4 separate regions of the Mus musculus genome follow, and regions 1, 2 and 3 are each linked to region 4. Evidence: chromatin contacts called from public promoter capture Hi-C data. All regions are on one chromosome and are shown on one strand. The core of a region is the stretch at or near the end of the contact, and the rest is flanking DNA. Distances in the headings are between cores, read along the strand shown.

Region 1 (5,434 bases), core at 1,527-4,026, 1.1 Mb before region 4:
GTATGTAGAACATCTGGGGACCAAACATCTGGGAGTTGTCATACTCTGTGACACTTTTTTTTTTTCCGAGACAGGGTTTCCTCTGTGTAGTCTTGGCTGGCCTCGAACTCAAGAAATCTGCCTGCCTCTGCTTCCTAAGTGCTGGGATTAAAGGAGTGTGCCACCACGCCCGGCGACACTTATTTTTGACATAAGGTCACATGTAGCCCAGGCTACCCTCTAAAACTTAATACCTGGGGCTGGTGAGATGGCTCAGTGGGTAAGAGCACCCGACTGCTCTTCCGAAGGTCAGGAGTTCAAATCCCAGCAACCACATGGTGGCTCACAACCATCCGTAACAAGATCTGACTCCCTCTTCTGGAGTGTCTGAAGACAGCTACAGTGTACTTACATATAATAAATAAATAAATCTTTAAAAAAAAAAAAAAAACTTAATACCTAGCCTTGAATTCCTGGCCTTCCTGCTGCTACATCTCAAATATCTTGATTACAGGCAGGACCCACGCTCTTTATCACTTTTTTTTCCATCTTTTTTTTTTTGGATATTTTCTTCGTTTATATTTCAAATGCTATCCCAAAAGTCCCCTATACCCCACCCCTACCCCCACCCCGCTCCCCTACCCACTCACTCCCACTTCTTGGCCCTGGCTTTCCCCTGAACTGGGGCATATAGTTTGCTAGACCAAGGGTCCTCTCTTCCCAGTGATGGCCAACTAGGCCATCTTCTGCTACATACGAAGCTAGATACACGAGTTCAGGGGGTACTGGTTAGTTCAGATTGCTGTTCCACCTATAGGGTTGCAGATCCCTTTAGCTCCTTGGGTACTTTCTCTAGCTCCTCCATTGGGGGCCCTGTGTTCCATCCAATAGCTGACTGTGAGCATCCACTTCTGTGTTTGCTGGGCACTGGCAAAGCCTCACAGGAGACAGCTTTATCAGGGTCCTTTCAGCAAAATCTTGATGGCATATGCAATAGTGTCTGCATTTGGTGGCTGAATAGGAGATGGCCTGGTGACACAGTCACTCCTGTAATCCCAGGTACTTGGGAAGCTGAGGCAGGAGAATCAAAAACTCAAGGTCAGACTGGACTGCAGAATGAGTTCTAGGACAAGGTAAGCAACTTGTGTCAAAACAGCCAAGAAAGCCCCTCTGGAATCTAGTTCAGTGTTAGTCCCTGCCTAGCATACGAGACACCCTATGTTAATTTTCATACCCACCTCCTTATACCCAACAATGTGAGAGGAAACCAGAATCCAAAGAGAATATAAATGATAAGATTTTCTGTGCTTCCAGGATGGGACATCAAGTCTTCCAGGACCACCCTCCCTCCCTCCCTTCCCCTAACACAAGACCTGACCAGGCACACAGCTGTTTTCCATGAGGAAGCTTATGGGATAGCTTGGCTTTACCCAAAGACATTACCCCTCTGTGAGGGCCAGAGGCGGGAGGTAAAGGCACGAGGGGGTCCAAAACCAGATCCCCAGACTATCAAGTCACCCCAGTTTCTTATTGCCAAACCACACCAAGAAAACCAGAGTTAGACTCAAACAGGCTTTTATTATTCACGTACTCGGTAGAAAACGGGGGTTTAGTAAACAGGGTGGAACTGTATAGGAAGACGCTGGGTTGGTCCGATACTATTTACACGTGGTGGCAGCGCTGTTCGTCACATCAGGCACAGCACGTGCACTTGTCCGCGGCGCCTTTGCAGACACAGCCCTGGGCACATTTGGAGCAGCCCACGGGACAGCAGGAGCAGCAGCCTAGAAAGGAGGAGGAAGAGGTCAGCCTGGCTGAAGACCTCTGCTTCCTGTCCCCAACAGAGAAGACCTCGGTTTTTTTAAATAGTTCTCTGTATAGTTCTGTCCCCGAGACAATACAATGGCCTCCGGGAAGCAAAGGACATTTCTCAGAGCCAGTTTTGTAGGAGTTCCCCGCCCCTAGCCTTAGCCGCCACCCAAGGTGTCCCAACTCACTCTTCTTGCAGGAGGTGCACTTGCAGTTCTTGCAGGCGCAGGAGCTGGTGCAAGTGCAGGAGCCGCCTGGGGAGGAGAAAGAAGACAGCATGAGGGAGGCAGCATTACAGCAGTGGCCAACACCACGAGTCCCGGCTCAGTTCACTAAGTCCTCCTCGGAGCTGCAGGGAGCCTAGCCCCACTTTTCTCCTCACAGGTTAAGTCAGGGATTATGTCTTTGAGTCCCAAGACATAAAGGTCCTTCACCTCTTTCTTAATTCAAGCAATTCACAGTAAGTTTAGTAATGCCTGGGACTCAACCCAGATGTCCCCACTAACTGGGTGATCAGGAACCGGACATTTGCGCGTCTAAATCCTAGCCCCAACCCCGCCAAAGGACCCGTTCGACAATACTCGTAACTAATGAAGGCTTTTGCAAGAGCGGATTCTAGAAAGAACCGGAATGAATCGCCAACTAAAGGTGCCTATTCCCGCCAAGCCTCTACAACTCGGGGATTCCGCTCTGCGGTCCCAACTTGGTATTCTAAAGACCAAGGATCGGGAGTCTTACCGGTGGAGCAGGAGCAGTTGGGGTCCATTCCGAGATCTGGTGAAGCTGGAGCTACGGAGTAAGTGAGGAGAAGGTACTCAGGACGTTGAAGTCGTGGTGACGCTTAGAGGACAGCCTGCCCTCTTTATAGTCGTTGGACGAGTCCGGGCGCAAAGGGTTTGCACCCAGCAGGCGGTTGCTCCAGCCCACGCATAGTCACGCGCCCCGCGTCCTTGGCAGAGCCGAGCGCACTTTTCGGGCGGAGTGCAGAGCTCCCTGGAGCGCCAGTGTGCACAGCGGGACCGCCCCTTTGGCACGACTGGCTCGGATAGGACGACCCATGTGACGTGTGGAACATCATGTCCCTATAGTGCTTTCCCCGATATTACGGCCTATCGCTGCTCTGGAGTTTACGAGAACTCACCCCGGAAAGCCAGCTATCTCCGTAAACCCATTCGCAGCGTGGTAACCTCAGCTTCTCCTTTCCTGGAGTTCCTGAGCAGCGACCAGCTCCGCCCAGGTCTCTCTCTGGATCGAAGCTAGGAGAAGAGGAGACAGTTTTATAAAGACTAGCCTTGATTATTTTAGCCAACAGAACTCATCTCAACATTATTCTCTACTCCTGAGGGGGCTCATCTAAGAATGTCCAGGGCTGAGGGGTCACTCACCTTAACCCATCTGCTCTACTCCAGGCTGGTTTTAAAAACCAAGGTACCCTCCCTCCAGAGAGATCATTTTAGGTGGGGACTGCATTAGATAAAAAAAATAAAGTCAGCTATTTCTTTCTTTCTTTTTTTTTTAATGCTTCTGATTTTGAGTAACATTAGAGTCTGCTGTCAGGCAGGCCTTGTGTCCTGGGCAAGAGAACAGCTACACTGTTGGCTCATGCATACCATCACTTCTGAGCTATACGACTTTGGGCAGGTTTTTGCTTAACTGTGGTAGAACCACCACCAGCAATATGTCTATTATGCCAGAACCAGGAGTTAAACCAATTTCTCATTTAATACCTATAGAGAGATGCAAATTCTATTTACACACAAGGACAGAGGATTCAGAGGTTCAGTGACTTGCCCAGGCCATATATCCAGTCAGTAGTACAACGGCTGTGAACCAGCACTGCCTGGCACTAACGCTCCTGTATTTGTCCCACGTTCTCTTGCTGTGATTCTGTACAAAGTTCATCTGTAGGCAGAGAAGGCACCAGGTGCTGGGCTATGACACTCCCCCCCCCCACACACACACTTCCCCCTCCTCTTCCCCCTCTCCCTCTTCCTCCTCTTCTTCCTCCTCTTCTCCGTTCTTCTCCCCTTCTTTCTCCTCTCTTCTTCCTTTTTCTCCTCCTCCCCCCTCCTCCTCTTCCTCCTCCTTCATGGTGGTTTAGATACAAGTGTCTTTCTATTATCAACCCACTGGTTTGGTAGTATAATATTACCCAGGGCGTTTCTCCTTCCTCCGGATATTTCCTCTTGGAGGAGACAACACAGCAATACCCTCTGCGTGGGAAGATCCAAAAAAAAACCTTCATTTGGAACTGAGTCTTTATCTATACAGTTAAATTCTTGCCTTAGGGTAGCTCTTTAATCTCAGCTCTTAGAAGTCAGAGGCAGATGATCTCTGCAAAATTCAAGGCCAGCCAGGGCCACACAAATGAGATCCTATTTCAAAAGTTAATAAGGAAGTGATTAAAGATTAAAAAAAAAAAAAAAAAACAAGCCGGGTGTTGGTGGCGCACGCCTTTGATCCCAGCACTCAGGAGGCAGAGGCAGGCGGATTTCTGAGTTCGAGGCCAGCCTGGTCAACAAAGTGAGTTCCAGGACAGCTAGGGCTATATAGAGAAACCCTGTCTCGAAAAACCAAAAACCAAAACCAAACAAACAAACAAAAAAACCAGAATTCTTGCTTGACTAATGTTGGTCAGTTCTCTCCAGATCTCATGAATTTACTGGTTTTAAGTAGCTAAGGACTGGGCTTGGAAAGAGCAGAGGATTTCAGCCTGGGCTAGAGACAAATTCCAAGCACTCAAGGGCAACTCCTAAGCAGAGATCTCACGTCAGAGACATCAGTGATTCTGCAAAGGCAGGGACTGCTGGCTCCTAGGGTACAAGTCAGGCTGAGGTGTGCTCTGGCACAAAGATGCCCAAGTCCTTTATTCTGCCTCTTCCTTGTTTTCTGGATGCATACGGAGATGTTTCTGCTGGACCACATATAGTTGGTGTTTTTGCTTGTTTTATCAGTTTGTTATGTTTTATTGTCTATTGCCAAAACTGAGATCTGTAACAGATTCTTGGGCCTTTAGACCTCTTGCATAATATGATTTTTTTCCCCTTTTTTTCAGTGAGGATTGAACCCAAGGCTTCCTGATCACCAGGCAAGCATTCTGCACCTGAGTTTTGCCTCCAGTCCTTTACAGTCTTTTATTTTGAAAGAGGGTCTCACTAAGTTGTTCGGGCTGACTTTAAATGTGCTCTGTAGGGCTGGAGAGATGGCTCAGTGGTTAAGAGCACTGACTGCTCTTCCAGAGGTCCTGAGTTCAATTCCCAGCAACTACATGGTGGCTCATAACCATCTGTAATGGGATCAGATGCCCTCTTCTGGTGCATCTGAAGACATTGACGGTGTACATGCATACATGAAATAAAGGATCAAACTTAAAAAAAACAAAAACAAAAACTGTGCTCTGTAGCTAGACTGAGCTGGAAATCCTCCCCCTGCCTCAGTGTCGGGAGAGTAGACAGGATAATAGAGGTATGTCACCAGGCCCCAGTTTCTCCTCCTCCCCTTCTTCTTCTCCTTTTCCAGGGGTGCCACTCTGTAATTCACAATGGGCTGTAGCTCACTGAACAGCCTGGTCTGGCCTTGAACTTGAGACACTCTTCTGTTTCAGCTTCCCAAGTTGCTAGGATACAGGTGTGTGTGTGTGTATCAC
Region 2 (5,339 bases), core at 773-3,272, 1.2 Mb before region 4:
ATCTGGATTGGCAGACAGCAGGAAGAAAAAAATGACAACGGACTAGTCTTGAGCTTCTGACACGGCAAAGCCCACCTCAAGTGACACACTTCCTCCAACTCGGCCACACCTGCTTCAACATACCATACCTCCAATAATGCCACTCCCTATGAGTCTATGGGGGCCATTTTTTTTCATTAATTAATTTATTCCCCTTATATCCTGATGGCAGCCTCCCCTCTTTCCCCAGCCCCCACTTTACACAGCCTTTCCTTACATCCCCTTCTCCTCTGAGAAGGGGGAGGCTCCCCTGGGTACCAACCCACCCAGGCACATCAAGTCACTGCAGGATTGGGCACATTCTCTCCCACTGAGTCCAGAAAAGGCAGCCCAGTTACGGGAATAGGATCCACAGGCAGACAACAGAGTCAGAGACAGCCCCCTGCTCCAGTTGTTGGAGGACCCACATGAAAACTAAGCTGCACTTCTAGTACGTTTGTGCCATGGTGCCTAGGTCCAGCCCATGCATGCTCCTTGATTGGTGGTTCAGTCTATGGGAGCCCGTGGGGGGAATTTTTATTCAAACCACCACAACCAGGTTTTAAAAGGACTATGAAAAGGGCCACTTACCATCTGAATGATGCTGATCGCAAATGACAGAAATGTCACACTTTTATTCACTACTTGATATATTGTAAGTCGTGGTGCAGTGCCTGTTGTACAATAGAGGACATTTTGTATTTGCTAAACTTGCATGCCCAAAGGTTTCACTGTGTAAAGTTTTGCATAATATTTAGAGTTCAGATTCGCAGCTTTACATTAGTCTTTAGTCACAGATACAGAGGGCGTTAAGTGTACTAAAATTACCATACATAAAGCTGTTTGGAGTGGCCCATACCTTTAATCCCGGTACTTGGGAGGCAGAGACAGGTGAAGCTCCTGGAGTTCCAGGCCAGCCTGACTTACATGGTGAAACTCTGTATCAGAAAACAAACAACAAAACAAGCAAACAAACAAAACCCTAACATAAACAGTTACTTAAGTGAACTCTTGCTCTGTTTAAGACCCTTTAGGGTTCCATTTCCCAGTTGGGCAGTGGTGGCACATGCCTTTAATCCCAGCACTTGGGAGGCAGAGGCAGGAAGATCTCTGAGTTCGAGGCCAGCCTGGTCTACAAAGTGAGTTCCAGGACAGCCAAGGCTATACAGAAAAACTCTGTCTTGAAAAAAAAAAAAAAAAAAAAAAAAAAAAAGACTCTATTTCCCAGTTCACCAAAAAGCCTTAGAGAATAAGCAGAAACAAATAATTTCTTGATTTAAAAAAAAACAAAAACAAAACAACAACTTTGTTTTTGAAGCTAGCTTTTACAAATGTTTCTAAGAGCAAAATGTCTTTATCATTTAGACATGACCTCACTATAGAGCCCTGGCTGGCTTGGTGCTCCCTATGCAGACCAGACTGGACTAGACCTCATGCAGGAGTCTCACAGAATGTGAAGGAAAAGAATGAAGACACAAACGGAAGATTCCATTAGCATAGAGTTCACACCAGGCAAAGCTAATTGCTAATCTGTGGTGATGGATGTCAGGATGGTGTCTATTTTGGAGTGGAAAGGGGGAGTTGGCTGGGAAGGGAAGGAGGAATCTTCTCAGATCTGAAAATGTTCTGCCTCTTAATCTGGCTGCCGAGCACATGGGGGTATTCACTTTTTAAAAATGTATTAAGCTGCACATTTAAGATCTGTGCATTTCGCCATGAATATATTATTCATTACACTTCAATAAAATAGCTGTGGAGTTTGAAATCGTTTTTGGTGACCCAAAACTCATCGAACGCCGCCTCCCCGCCCCCCCCCCGCCCCCACTGTTCGAAGTCCGCAATTCTGATTTCCCGTTTTGCTATCCCGCCACCCCCCATTATGTACTAAGCCCCTTATGGAGTACAAAGCTAGAAATACTTTGTAAAGGACAGACAGACACCTCCCCCACCACACCGATTGCTCTCCTATCTCAAGCTGCTGCTGCCAGAAATGATTTCATAGTGGGTGGCAGCAAATTACATAAAGCTTTGTGATCGGCGGCTGAGCCATCAGCCGTATTCTCCAAGAGACATTAAAAGCTTAGAAGGGAAGGCACCAGCTTTGCCCTCTGCATGGGTTTAATTTCAACTTGTACAAAAGGTGATTCGACATTATCAAGGATGGCAAATTGGCTTCTGCTGGAGCAGGAGCTCCTGGCAAGGCAGCAGGCATGCCAGGAAGCTGGTGTGAAGGATGCCAAGAGCAAGTCCGGCCTCAGTGGAAGGCTGTTAGGAGCAGGCCATACTGCCTAGGACATTTGAGTTTGGGATAATCAGTTGAATCACTGAGGAACCTTGCTTGCTCAACTATTAGCAGTCCAGCAGTAAGGTGCGTGTCTGGTTGATTGACTCAGGTCTTTCCATACCTACGATTTGCCATCCTTAGTGCAGACTTAGCCTAAAGAGAAGAAGGAAGGCTGTGTCTGGTTGAAGAGAGCTGACAGTCCCTACTCCATAATGCAAATCACATCTTCGGATGCTGTCAAACCTGACAGAGCCTAAGATACCTAAAGCTGTTCTCTCCAACTGGGATCTGTTAAAGAGCAGACCCAAGAGTCTGCAAGTCGATAAATACCATAGGAATCAACAATTGAGCACCAACTCTGTGCAATGTTCTGGGACGAGAGGCCTCTACAAGAATTGTCCTCGTGCAACACATACAGTGGCTGTTGGGGAGTGGCATCAGTAATGGTCTCATTTCACCAGTGCTGTAAAAGCAGGCAAACGGGGGGTTTACGTTTCTTCAAGGCCATATGTTGAGCTCATTGCAGAAGAATGAGTCAATGGAGACCAGGGCCATGTGTCCTGTATTAATCCCAACACACCGACTCTTACCTTATACTAACGCTAATACCCCGGCACAACAGAGGCCGCCACAGTTCAAAGGCAACAAGTATGAGTCAGAGAACTGCCTTTCTCATTCTTTTCCAGAGGGAACAGAAAATTGTACAGAAATAGCTAGCTCCAGAAAACTAGCAACCTCTTAAACACACACACACACACACGCACGCACGCACGCACGCACGTAAGTACGTATGTACATTACCACCCAAGACCCAGCCATTCTGCCACTACATATTTACTTACCTAAGAGACAGGGGCACGGGAATGTGTTTACACAGAAATGCTTCTATCAAAATGTACATAGCAGCTTTATTCATAACAACTCAAAACTGGAAACAGCTAGTTTTCCATGGTCCATCAACAAGAACTGAAGGGGTGTGTGGACGGTGGCATGGCTATACAGATTGCTGCCTGGTGGGTCTCCTAAACCGCTGTCGGCCCAGAGCCAGACGTATAAGAGCAATAATGTGAGACCCCAGTTACATCAAGCTGAGGAACACACCTCGCTGGTCTGCAGTGAAAGGGTTGGGAATAGTCTTTCCTAGAAATGTTGATGTGATGAAGAGAGCCTTGTGGTGAGCATGCGCGTACAGCAGTCCACATATGCAAAACTGTACTGAGCTGCATGGTAGGATTCGTGCGTTTTATGGCATGAAATTGTTTCTCAGTAAAATCTGGTTCATCGGGCTGGAGAGAGGACTCAGCGGGTAAGAGCACTGACTGCTCTTCCAGAGGTTCCAAGTTCAATTCCCAGCAACCACCTGGTGGCTCACAACCATCTGTAATGGGATCCGATGCCCTCTTCTGCTGGGTCTGAAGACAGCGACAGTGTATCCATGTAAATAAAATAAATAAGTCTTTAAAAAAAAATCCAGTTCAGTATAGACTTGGGCTAAGGCCATAGCTCAGGCAGGGGTTGTGTGCCTTCCCAGTCTGCCCAAGGCCCTGCTGACACTGCAAAGATCATCAAATGAGGCAATAGAATTTACATGCATTCTTAAAAAAAATCTATTTATTGTTTTATACCTAAGTACACTGTAGCTGTCTTCAGACACGCCTTAAGAGGGTGTCAGATCCCATTACAGATGGTTGTGAGCCACCAGGTGGTTGCTGGGATTTGAACAGCGCTGTGAAGGGTAGGGTTTTTTTTTTTTTCTTCCAAATATCTAGTTGTTTTATTTGTTATTAAATATATTGATGGTTGGTTGGAAAAGAAAAAATGGGGGAGGGGAGGGAACCCGATCATCCCACACATGTCTCCTTTGCTGCTGTGTAGAGACACTCTGCCAATGTCTGTCAACTTTGTTTATGTCAGATTGGGCAATTTGTCACTGATGCTGAATCTGCCAAAAAGAAACATGAACTAGATTGACAAGGCTTGGAGCCTTTCTCTCTCTCTCTCTCTCTCTCTCTCTCTCTCCCTCTCTCTCTTTTCATTATTCCAGATTTGGGGGGAAAAATGTTGTTTCCCCGACAGGAAGGCTCATCTGTGGGTAAAACATGAACCAAGGGAGCTTGGGAGATGTGATTTTGGGTTTTGTGGAAACTTTTATCTCCAGGGGACTCTGCCTTCTTGATTGGCTCAAATTACCCTCCATTTTCAATTGTGTTCTTTCCACAGAGCTGTCTGTTTTGAGGCCCACCTGGCTATGTTGTGGGCTATGTTGTGGGCTATGTTGTGGGCTATGTTGTGGGCTATGTTGTGGGCTATGTTGTGGGCTATGTTGTGGGCTATGTTGTGGGCTATGTTGTGGGCTATGTTGTGGGCTATGTTGTGGGCTATGTTGTGGGCTATGTTGTGGGCTATGTTGTGGGCTATGTTGTGGGCTATGTTGTGGGCTATGTTGTGGTTGACTATTTGCAGCTGATGTTTCAAGGGGGAAAAATGACAAAAGGAAAGTATCTCCAAGAAGCAAAGGAAAAAACAACAAAAAACAAAACAGGGCTAGACTGTAGCCATCACTGTACTCAGAAATCAAAGAACTTAATTCTATAAATCCAGCATTTAGGAGGCTGAGGCAGTAGGACTGCCAGGAGTTCAGGGCCAGCCTGGGACTACAACATTAGACCCTGCCTTGAAGAAGAAGGGGGAAGGGGAGGAGGAACAGGAGGAAGGAGAGGAGGAGGAGGGAGAGGAGGAAGAAAAGTAATCGCTTCTGCAAAGCATAGTTTTGTTTTGTTTTTTTAAGATACTTTCTTTATTTACATTTCAAATGTTATCCCCTTTCCTGGTTTCCCCTCGGAAAACCCCCATCCCCTCCCCCCACCCTCTGCTCACCAACCCACCCACTCCAGCTTCCTGGCCCTGGCATTCCACAAGGCATAGTTTTATAAGCCTTTAATCCTGGCACTCAAGAGACAGAGACAGAGGCAGAGGGTCCAACTTAGTCTACATAATGAGTTCCATGCCCTCTGGGGCCACAGAGACCCTGTCTCAA
Region 3 (5,072 bases), core at 2,162-4,661, 1.7 Mb after region 4:
TGGGGCTTGGGAGATGGCTTGGTGCTGAAGATATTCTCAGAGGCCAGGTAAGTGCTAGGTAGGAGTGCTAGGGTTCTGCCTCTAGTCTCAGGACTAATAAAGCATGGCCAGGGACGACTCCCCACATCTACCTCAGTCCTCTACACAATGAGCATGCATAAGCATGCATCACTACCATTTATGTCCATACATGCATGCAAACACACCCATACACACCACACACACATACACACAAGAAAAAAAAAGAATACCCACATGTTCGTGAAGTATACGATAATATATAATATCATTGGTCATCAGGGAAATACAAATGAAGACCACAATGAACTACTCCCTCCTGGTCACCATGAAGGCTACAATGAAAAGACAAACAGTAGCAAGCTATGACAAGGACTTGAAGAAATCCTAACCCTCAAAGTCTCTATGAGCAATGTGGGGGAGCGCAGCTTGTGTGGCAAAGAGTGGCAGTTTCTCAAAATATTGAGCATAGTCTTATAATGTGACGAGCAGCTCTACTACCAGACCTCTACCCTGTCCATACAGAAACTAGGCTGCAACTGTTTAGGGTATCATTTTTTATGACAGCCAAAAAAAAAAAAAAAGTCAAATTGCTCACATAGCATTACATTTCCTTGACACAACTACAGTTACCTGGGGATCTAAATTAAGGAACTGCCTCCAGCAGATTGGCCAGTGGGTATGTGGATAATTAATCCATGATTGATATGGGAGGACCCAGCCCACTGTGGGTGGTGCCACCCTGGGCACATGGTCCTGGACACTATCAAAAAGGGCAAGCCAGTAAGCAATGTTCTTCCAGGGTTTCTGCTACAGTTCCTCCCAAGAGTTCTTGCCTTGGCTTTCCTCAATGATGAATTATCACAAGACAGTGAAGATAACATAAACACTTTCCTCCCCTGCTGGCTTTTAGTTGTGGTGTTCTATCACAGCAACAGAAAAGAATAGTAAGTAAATAAACAAACAAATATAAAAAAAAGTGGTGTGTCCAGAAATAGGAATGTCATCTACTGGGTAATGGGAAGCATGGATAAGTGTTATAAGATCTACGAACCTCGGCATGGATGAACACGTATGGTGAGTGAAAGCAGCCAAACAGAAAGGTCACATATACATGATTCTATTTATATGGTAATGTTCTGGGGCTAGAGATGGCCCAGTTAATGACGTGCTTGCCACAATCGAGAGGACCTGAGTGTGGATCGCCAGCCCCATGTAAAAAGCCAAGTGCAGTGCAGGCCTGAAATGCCAGCTCAGCAAAGGTGAAGATAGGAAGATCTCCAGGGCTTGCTGAGAAGCAAGCCTAGCTCAGTGAGTGAGCAGCTCGGTGAGTGAGCTCTGAGTTCCAGGAGAGCTCCTGTCCCAAAATAAGGTGAAAAGCAACTGAAAAAGAAACTCAGTGTGGAGCTTTCATCTTGACAGACACACACCAGCACATGCACCTGCATACATGCATACAGACGTACACAGATGACAGACACACACACACATACAATATCCATCAAAGGTGGCCCTAGCAAGCAAACAAACAAACAAACAAACAAACAAATTGCCTAGACACAGAGGTGAAATACTTTGGGAAATGGCAAATGGACGCATTACGCAGTGTAAATAAAGATACAGGATTTTTCCATGGCTGTTTTCCTTGTTAGCCTCCAACCTGTAAGAATCCAAATGCCCAGCCACAGGTGAGTGAATGAATAAGTGGAATCACACAAAGTGCACTACCACTCAGCCACAGAAACGGAACAATTGATAACATGTGCGTTAACACGTATAGGTCTCAAAAATTACTGTGATCAGTAAAAACGGCATCCGGGTATATGCTGTCTGCTTCGGCTTAGATGAAAAACTCTAGAAAGCATAGATTCAACAATCATGACTGATCGCATGACTGCCTGGGGGTAAAATAAAGAAATCGGCTGTAAAGAAATAACTTTTTAAAAGAGCCATGCCCTCTATGCAACTGGAACATTTTGCATATACGTACAGTCAAAACTTATCAAATTGTTCACAACAAATGACTGCAAGATTCTCTCTATACACTGGGCCTTAACTTAGCTGAACAGAAAGTCAAGCAATCACTTACGATTACTGAGACATTGTCTAGGACTTAACACAACTACCTGTGCTTCGCATCAGCCAGTACTTCAATGTCTTTCACAAAGAGACTAGAAATGGAGCTAGGAGATTAGAGAGGGGCAGCTCCTGATCCCTAATGCCACCTAGGAAACAAAAGGCCCTGAGCAAAGGCCAACTTCTGCCAGACTCCGTGTCCATGTCTGTAAAATACATAACTCAGGCCATTACACCCAAGACCCAAAACCCTTAGATTCCTAACTGACTTAGGAATCTTACAAGACAAAATTCTACGACAGCAAGTACTGTACCTGTTTTATTTCCTACTGATCCTCGCTGCCAGTATTTACCTACCATAGAATAAGCACCAAACGGCATAGCCAAGGGCCTTTGGCCAAATGAGCTACAGACAAGAGAGACTTTTAAGATGGGCAGAATCTGTTGTGTCCACTGAGGGGGACTGAATGCTGATAAGTTAGAACAAATCAATAGGTCCCAACTTTGGGGATGGGGGAAAAGGAAAATATTGAGCTTCCAGTGCTCATCTTCATAACGGACTGTTTATACTCTACCTATGTAATATCTGTCTTGCCATCTGCTGCAATGATATGAAATAATTATGCATTTAATGTAGGTGTCTGATACAAAAAAAAAAAAATGCTGCAAATAAGTCGCCGTTGCTGTTACTGTCATCCCAAGGAGTGTCCACTGTCAGAAAGCTGAACAGCAAGGACGGAGTCCAGGAATGTACTACCCACAGAAGCTATGTAAAGCGTATCTGATGTGCTGACCACGCAGACAAGTCATCTGGCCATTGAGGCAATGCTCCAAATAAAAACATGTCACCATACTAAATCTGTGGCTCAGCTGCGCTCGAGCTGAAAACACACAGGTGGTAAACTGGTAAACTGAGGCTCGAGAGTGGCTACAAATATAACCAAGGAATAGGGACAGAAGCAGGACAGGGACATAGATGTCTATCTTTTCATTTCTGACCAAGACTAACTGTATCCAGATCTGCATCCAGAGCAATATGAATTCACAGCACAGACGTGCGCGCGCACACTCACACCACGTCTGCAGGTCTCTTGCAAACAAGGCCCTGACACCCCTTGGCTTAACGCCGAGCATCCACTCAGCCATCCCAGCGGGTCTGCGGGTCCCCTGCCTCTAGCCCGGGACTAACACAGAATCCCAGACGCCCGGAGCCCCACATACCTTAGCTTCCCGCTCTCGTTCCTCCGCGGTCTGGACGCGCTTCATGCTGCTACTAAAGCCGCCTTCGCCACCGTGGGCCGTGTTCCCCCTCGCCCTGGACCCCGCCTCCTGTGTGTAGTTCTCTCAACGGCTCTCTCCCGCCTGGAGCCATTTGCTCTAATACCTAGAAGAACTACCCTTCCCAGAATGCTGCGCGAGACTCCCGAGTACTCCTTGGGCTCCGGAGCTGAATTTCTCCAGTCAGCTAGCAGGGCTAGCGTAGTCCGCTACGCGACCCGCCGACGGCCCGCACCCTACGGAGAACTACATTTCCCAGTGGGTAACGGGACTCACTGTTTTCCCGTGCTCCTCTGGGCCTGCAGAGGCTCGCGCCCTGGGCGCTATAGCAACCGGTAGCTAGCTGAGGGCGAACGCGGAGGTGAGTACTCTGTGAGGTGGGGGCTAATGCAGGTTGGCTGGCTCTTCCGCGGCCTCACAACTGAGCCTGGAGTCTGTTCGAAGCCCAGGATAGACCTGGGATTCTTGCGTGGAAAGCAGTCCATCCCGACACACCTCCACATCCGCAGGCCTGCATCTGACTCGCCCTGACCGCCCGCCCAGCCAGAAACGCAGCTGATAAGAATTGGCAACCCTAAGTCCTACAACTCAAAGGTCCCAGTCACATTTCACTCTGTTTCCCAGAAACTGGGCTTGGATGGTAGAACCTAAGCCTCCCAAGAGGCTTGTTACTGTTGTTGTTGTTGGCTTGTTACTGTTGTTGTTGTTGCTGCTGCTGCTGATTGTCGATTAGTTTTTAAAAGGGGGTCTCCCTATGCATCCTAGGCTGGCCTTAAACTAGCCTTTTTAGCCCATGCTCGTCTCAAATTCAATCAATAATAGGTCTTGCCTCAAGTTCCCACCACCACAATCAGTTTCTAGTGGCCTATCTTTTATTCTTTATTACTGTTTCTCATCTGACTACTCCCATAGTCTGTTAAAGCCATTACAGGGCAGAGACTTTGTTTAAACTCAGTGCCTGGCATTCATTCATTCATTCATTCATTCAATAAATGATAGCGTTAATGTCTACTATGTGACATCAGATAGCAGAAGAGGAACTATTTGGGGGAGGAAGGAGACCAGTGAGAGGAAGCTAGAGAGATGGGGGGGGGAGTGGTAGGGGACAGATATAAGCAAGAAACTATGATATAGGTGTGAAAATATACTAGGTTAAAAATGCATGACATGACAATGAATTACGATACAACTCTGGGATAATGACAAAGGCTGTTGCTGTAAGCAATAAGCCACAGCAGGGTGGTGGCACACTCAGGACAAATTCAGAGTCTACTCAGGGCATGGTGACACCCGACTTTAATCGTAACACTCTGGAAGTAGAGGCAGGGAGATCTTTGAATTCCAGCCAAGTTTATATAGTGAGATGACCCCCCCCCCCATTTTTTAAAGAAAAAAAAAACACAAGGAAAAAATAGAGAATTTGAGGCCAGTATGTTTAGTGTTCTTGGTGAATTTCATGTCAGCCTAGACAGCCTGGGCTTCCCTTGAAAAAGAAAAGTTAGAAACCAGGAAGAAAATTAACACAGAACAGTAAGGGAAACTCTAAGGAAAGGTCAGTTGGACTGAGCTCTGAAGTATGAGGAGACAGAAGAGCCTTAGGAGCAAGATAAAAGCATGCCATATGTGAGGAAAGCAGGGAAGGTTGTAAGTGGATCATAGCAAAGAGGGAGAATTCACTGTGCCATCTACCTACATCAGAC
Region 4 (5,477 bases), core at 1,198-3,697:
GGGAAGTTTTCTTCTATAATTTTGTTGAAGATATTTACTTGCCTTTTAAGTTGGGAATCTTCGTGCTCATTTATACCTACTATCCTTAGGTTTGGTCTTCTCATTTTGCCCTTAATTTTCTGGATGTTTTGGGTTGGGGTTTTTTGCTTTTTGTATTTTCTTTGACTGTTGTCAATGGTTTTTTTTTTTGTTTGTTTGTTTGTTTTGGTTTGGTTTTTTTTTTAATGGTATCTTCTGCACTTGAGATTCTCTCTTCTATCTCTTGTATTCTGTTGGTGATGTTGACATCTATGACTCCTGATCTCTTTCCTAGGTTTTCTAACTCCAGGGTTGTCTCTCTTTGTGATTTATATATTGTTTCTATTTCCATTTTTAGATCTTGGATGGTTTTGTTTGTTTCCTTCACCTGTTTGATTGTGATTTCCTGTAATTCTTTAAGGAATTTTTGGGTTTCCTCTTTAGAGACTTTTAGCTGTTTACCTGTGTTCTCCTGTATTTCTTTAAGGGAGTTATTTATGTCCTTCTTAATGTCCTCTATCATCATTATGAGAAATGATTTTTAGATCCGAATCTTGCTTTTCCACTGTGATGGTGTATCCAGGACTTGCTATGGTGGGAGAATTGGGTTCTGGTGATGCCAAGAAACCTTGGTTTCTGTTGCTTATGTTCTTATGCTTGCCTCCTGCCATCTGGTTATCTCTAGTGCTACCTGCCTGGCTATATCTGACTGGAGCCTGTCCTTCCTGTGATCCTGGTTGTGTCAGAACTCCTCAAAGTTCAGTTGTCTTTGGGATCCTATAATTCTGGGATCCTGGGATCCTGAGATCCTGGGTGTGTCAGAGCTCCTGGGAGTCAAGCTGCCTCTGGGACCCTGAGATCCTGGTGTAATCAAGTTCCTAGGAGCCTCTGATCCTGTGATCCTGTGTTCCTGAACATGTTATAGCACCTGGGAGTAGAGCTTCCTCTGGGTGTTGTGGGACTGGCTGTGGAGTTTGTGCCCAAGGTCTGCTTAGGGCACTGGCTAAAAACCAGAAGCAACCTGTGCTAATGGTCGGGTGGACTTCCTGGGTGCCTGGGTCCTGCTGTTTCCAGTTACTTCTGGGACTAACAACTTTTAAAATGTTACCTTCATCTTTCAATATGATTTAAGGTGTCCCCACATTTTCAGGAGATAAGGTGAGTCCAAGGCCAGGCCCTTTCAGTCACTCCTAAATCCTGCAGACACATGTCCCTAACAGGCTTCTTCAGTTCATTAAGCAACAACTTGTTCTATTTTCCACCACAGTAGAATTTTATTTAATTTTGTTTTCTGAAAAAGCTCCCCCACACACACTTGTTCCATGATATCAACCAGAACTAACACCATAAAGTCCCATTGACCTTAGTATTTCCCAGTGTCCAGCAGAGGGAAGCACAGGAACAAAGGAACATATTTTTCTTCACAGATCCAGGGAGGCTGCTGGTGTGGCTGAGATGGTGCAGATCCAGACAAGACTAGAGGCCTTAACACAAAAACAGATTAGGAACAAAACCTCAGTATGGTGGTATGAGTTTGTAATCTCAGTATGGTGGTATGAGTTTGTAATCTCAGTACCTAGGAAGTAGAAACAGGAGAATCAGAAGATCAAGGCCAGCTATGGATGAAACCCTGCCTTAAAACAAAAATTAGAAACCAGTATCATCAAGTGGGTTCCCTGATTTCTCGGGAATATGTAGAAGTAGGGAAAGGTGAGAAGATGTGTTTCACAAACATCAGTGACTCAACTCCCACGAGTTTCTAATTTCAAATCTTGGCATTTTATTTTACTGTGGAGAAAAATACATTTTGGCAAACGTCCAATAAATGATGGATACTGTGGAGAGATGGAGTTGATTTAGCACAGAAATTTTTCTCCCAAACATATTTAAAAGTAGTGAGCTCTCCGAGTCTAGAGGTGGATGGCAGATGGCTTGGCCACTTGGTAGGAGCATTGGGAACCTACTTTAAGCATCAGAAAGAGAACTACTCACAATTTAACTTCACTTGCAGACTTGAGAACACAGAATTTCTGAGCCACTATCTGAGGGAAGTTGTAGATATGTTCTAAACTCCCCAGACAGCAGCTGTGGAGCTGAGCATTGCTCTAAAATTTCCAGCCCTTTCTGAGGGTCTCAGACCAAAGCTTAGCCCTGCCTGAAGATGCCATTTGCTGTGCATGCCTTTGGGAAGCTCAAGGTGGACGGAGGTTAGAGTGCCACGGGAAAGAGCTTATGTAAGATGTTGTTGTTTGAGATCATATGTAATCTGATAGTTGAGTCTGGAACCAATTATAAGAGCTTGAACTAAGGCTATGTATGGCTTGGGTTGCCATCAGACTCCTGGGAGCTCTGTGGAGCAGGCAGAGCACCTTGTCATCTCATGATTAGGCCACTGGACCACACATGGATGGATGTGGTAACAAGGCCTCACCATCTAAGACAGGTTATACAAAGCCCTTCAGAAGAGCACCAAGATCTCGTCACAGGGCCCCAAAGCAACTGGCCTTCCAGCATGTGGCTCTTTGCTCTGGCCCTGGCTTCCCTCAACACTTGCATGGCTTTGGGTAAGTTCTTCCAAAACACAAACACTTGGAGCTCTTTTGAAGCTCCTAAGCCAGGGCAAATGGGAGTGTAAATGCGTATGAAGAGAAGAGAGGCCAGGTTCCATTCTGTATCAGAGATCACCAGCATGATTTCAAAATGGGCTTGGAGCAAAGGAACCCAGCAAGCTCCTCCCATCACAGAGATCCAGGGAAAGAAAACCATGGTGATACTGCAGCTGCAGGTGCTAAGAAGTCATTGAGCTAGCATGAGAGGCCCTAGCTATCTCCCAGATCTTACTCTATCTCTGGGTAGACATAAAAAGAGGCTCAGCAGAGTTTTAACAGCATTGAGTCAGGAGCCAGGGCACAAGGCTAGAGTCTAGTTCAGCTCTTCTGATCCCCATGACTTTGGGAAAGACACTTCAACTTTGCAGTGTCTGGGTGATGAATCTGGAAAATGGAAAGCAATAGAGCCTTCCTTACTGGGCTGTACTGAGGGTGGCATAGGTGGTTGTTTTGTAGCTCTTAGCATAGTGTCTGGTCTAGAAGCACAATATATGGATGGACGTAAAGGGGTGATATCTTTAATGGGTATATTAATAAAAATTTGAAATATGGTCAAGCCAACATGTTAAGAGCCAAATGCTACTAAGAAGATAATTTGTTCCTCAGTCCCCAAGAGATATTGGTATGAACTGTATGTTGTATGAGAAGGTGATTAAGAGGCACACCTTAGACTCAGGAGCCTGTCATTGTAGGAGAAGGACCACAGACACACCTAGATGAGAGAGGGAACAGAAAGGAGCTGCAAGGAGTTGGAGGAGGGATTAAGGCCTTCACATCACCAGGGGGGGCTGGGACTTGTACTGAGGGAATGAATAAGTAAATGAGGGGAGATGGAAAGGAATTGCATACGTGAAAAAGCAGAGTTCAGAGATTCAGATACCAAGGTACAAGTTCTGGCTGGGAAGAATAAATGGGCTACAAATACTGCTAAGTAGAGACCATGGGAACTGGGGGGGGGTCTGAAATGTACAGGTGCATGATGTGGAGACTCTCAAATCCCTAGATAAAGGACTGAGGTTTGCTTAATGGTCAAGTAAAGAACAGGGACCATTCTGGAGTCAAGAATATTCTCCTGGCAGTTCTTAACATGGTCATCCCAGCCAGGCTAGCCTGCGAGCTCCATTCTTGTGGCACATACAGTTCTTCCCTAACTCCCTACAGCTTCGTCCCTGTCTTGGTCCTCCTTTGTTTGGCTCTATACAAAGCCAGACTGACCATCTGTCCTGATGCTGAAGGGCATTGGCATTCTTGATCATGGTCATGGATCATATGTTCTCCTGTGTGGCTTCAGGGCATCAGTATCTCAGAGCATCCCTCTCAGAACGTGATTCTATTCTCTCATTCACCAACTGTTGCCACTGAGTACAGACACTTTGTCAACATCTCCACTCAAGTGTGTGGTCAGAAATAAATAATGATTCAAAAATGGTCTTACCAAAGAGAACAGCCAATAGCCCTGGAAGGTCTTTTAGGAAACCATATTGCAAAACAAATCAGGGTCTACTCCAAGCACTGGAAACAGTCCCAACTGAGAACAACACACTAGAGTGGTCACAGGAGGAAGGGCAAACAAAGCACCATGGAAGTCCAGGGAGACATGGAGAAGGGGCTGGAAGAGTGTGAGAGCTACCTCTGAGCCAAGATCACTAGCTGTGGTCCATGTTAGCTCAGTGATGCTTTCCTGCCACCTGAAGTGGGTAGAAATGAGTAGCCAGAAGGTGGAAAGTGGACCATTGAGATGAGAAAATATAAAAAGAAATAAAAGATTACTTATCAAATGGGGGTATTCATATGGGGCATTTACTGTGCACCAGATGTGTATTCCAAGTACTTTATAATCCTTCTCAAAGAAGCCTAGCTAAGTAGGCACTAGCATAGCCACATTACAGATGAGGACACTGAGGGATGGAGAGAATCCTGAATGGACTTCCTGAAGATGGGTTGAGGTGAGGTTGCTGGGGTAACCAGCAGCAAAACAATGTGCCATTCCAGATTCGTCCATTCTCATTTTGCCTTACATTCCCTTTCAAATCTGCCACAGTGCCTTGGGGACAGAAAGAAGACAGAATCCTAGACATAGCGAGGGTTGCCAGGGCTCTGATGGCCAAACACTGGTTCTGGATTCAGATGGCAGAAATGAATAAGACACAGTTTGGCAGAGGACACTGGGGTAATAACCATTCTAACAAGTCTTGCTAATGAACTGCTTCAAATGGCATGGAAGTCCTAAGCTGTCCTGCAATAAGCGTGGATTGTCTTTCCTGAGTTTGAGCCTTTCAAATACAAAGTCTTGTCGATTTGGAGATACCGACATTCACAGGGTCCAATTAATCCAGACCCTGTACCCCAACCACCTCCAATATGGGGTTCTTGTAGCCTACAGCCTATTCAACTTAGTCACTCAGAACCAGGCACCAGGCGAGGACAGCCCTTGAGCTCCAAAGAATGGTGTAAACTATCTTCTTCTTCCCCTACTCCATCTTCTTTCTCACAATCCCTCTGGCCCATCCTCCTGATTGACTTTGGCTCCTTTCCTGGTCATTTCAGTGGTGAGGAGGATAAGTAGTAAGTGCTAAGGGGTAAGGGGCCACCTCTCCTTCACCCTCTAACCCAGCATCCAACACCAACATTCAATACTTCACTGAATGGGCTATCTCCCAATCTCCATGACACAGATGCTTTTCTGCCTCCAGTTCTGGTTTACCCCTTCTGACATCCCTCTGAATTGGGAAGGATGGTTTTTCTCACCATAATTTTATATTAAAAATAATTGATGTCTACATGGCTATGGTAGTTTACTCATGACCATATACCTAAAAGTAGTAAACGCCCCACTTGGATTCATCTTTA

Evidence for each region. Promoter capture Hi-C pulls out the DNA fragments that hold promoters and counts their contacts.
Region 1: a contact with region 4 is called in a promoter capture Hi-C map of hippocampal neurons, with 2.5 times the contacts expected there. The contact joins the promoter of Mt1 here to the promoter of Ces1a in region 4. A contact is called at or near these places in 4 of 39 promoter capture datasets (the 3T3-L1 cell line, embryonic stem cells, hippocampal neurons and 1 more), 1 of 484 Hi-C or Micro-C datasets (palatal mesenchyme), 2 of 115 datasets of contacts at active chromatin or transcription factors (embryonic forebrain and embryonic midbrain) and 1 of 9 other capture datasets (embryonic stem cells).
Region 2: a promoter capture Hi-C map of hippocampal neurons shows a contact between it and region 4, with 4 times the contacts expected there. The contact joins the enhancer-like site here to the promoter of Ces1a in region 4. A contact is called at or near these places in 9 of 39 promoter capture datasets (the 3T3-L1 cell line, 3T3-L1-derived adipocytes, cranial neural crest and 5 more), 5 of 484 Hi-C or Micro-C datasets (cerebellar granule neurons, cerebellum, embryonic stem cells and 2 more), 1 of 115 datasets of contacts at active chromatin or transcription factors (embryonic stem cells) and 1 of 9 other capture datasets (embryonic stem cells).
Region 3: a contact with region 4 is called in a promoter capture Hi-C map of hippocampal neurons, with 2.7 times the contacts expected there. The contact joins the promoter of Fto here to the promoter of Ces1a in region 4. A contact is called at or near these places in 2 of 39 promoter capture datasets (the 3T3-L1 cell line and hippocampal neurons) and 1 of 115 datasets of contacts at active chromatin or transcription factors (embryonic stem cells).

The regions. Positions count from the first base shown.
Region 1 is chr8:94,176,431-94,181,864 of GRCm38.p6, reverse strand. It overlaps Mt1 (metallothionein 1), which reads right to left and starts at 2,776. Exons shown (of 3, transcript NM_013602.3): 1 at 2,527-2,776; 2 at 1,977-2,042; 3 at 1,538-1,763. The coding sequence starts at 2,554. The coding sequence ends at 1,672.
Region 2 is chr8:94,206,629-94,211,967 of GRCm38.p6, reverse strand. No RefSeq gene overlaps it. Among named protein-coding and RNA genes, the nearest start is that of Nup93, 5.3 kb to the left of the region's middle. Within about 2 kb of position 2,022, at least 20 of the 459 cell types and tissues checked have an H3K27ac peak or open chromatin away from gene starts, as enhancers often do. A contact at or near this core is called in cerebellar granule neurons and hippocampal neurons, where this site is marked.
Region 3 is chr8:91,311,864-91,316,935 of GRCm38.p6, reverse strand. Fto (fat mass and obesity associated) reads right to left here and starts at 3,411. Exons shown (of 9, transcript NM_011936.2): 1 at 3,316-3,411. The coding sequence starts at 3,360. Rpgrip1l (Rpgrip1-like) reads left to right here and starts at 3,714. Exons shown (of 26, transcript NM_173431.2): 1 at 3,714-3,733.
Region 4 is chr8:93,045,162-93,050,638 of GRCm38.p6, reverse strand. It overlaps Ces1a (carboxylesterase 1A), which reads left to right and starts at 2,447. Exons shown (of 14, transcript NM_001013764.2): 1 at 2,447-2,582. The coding sequence starts at 2,531.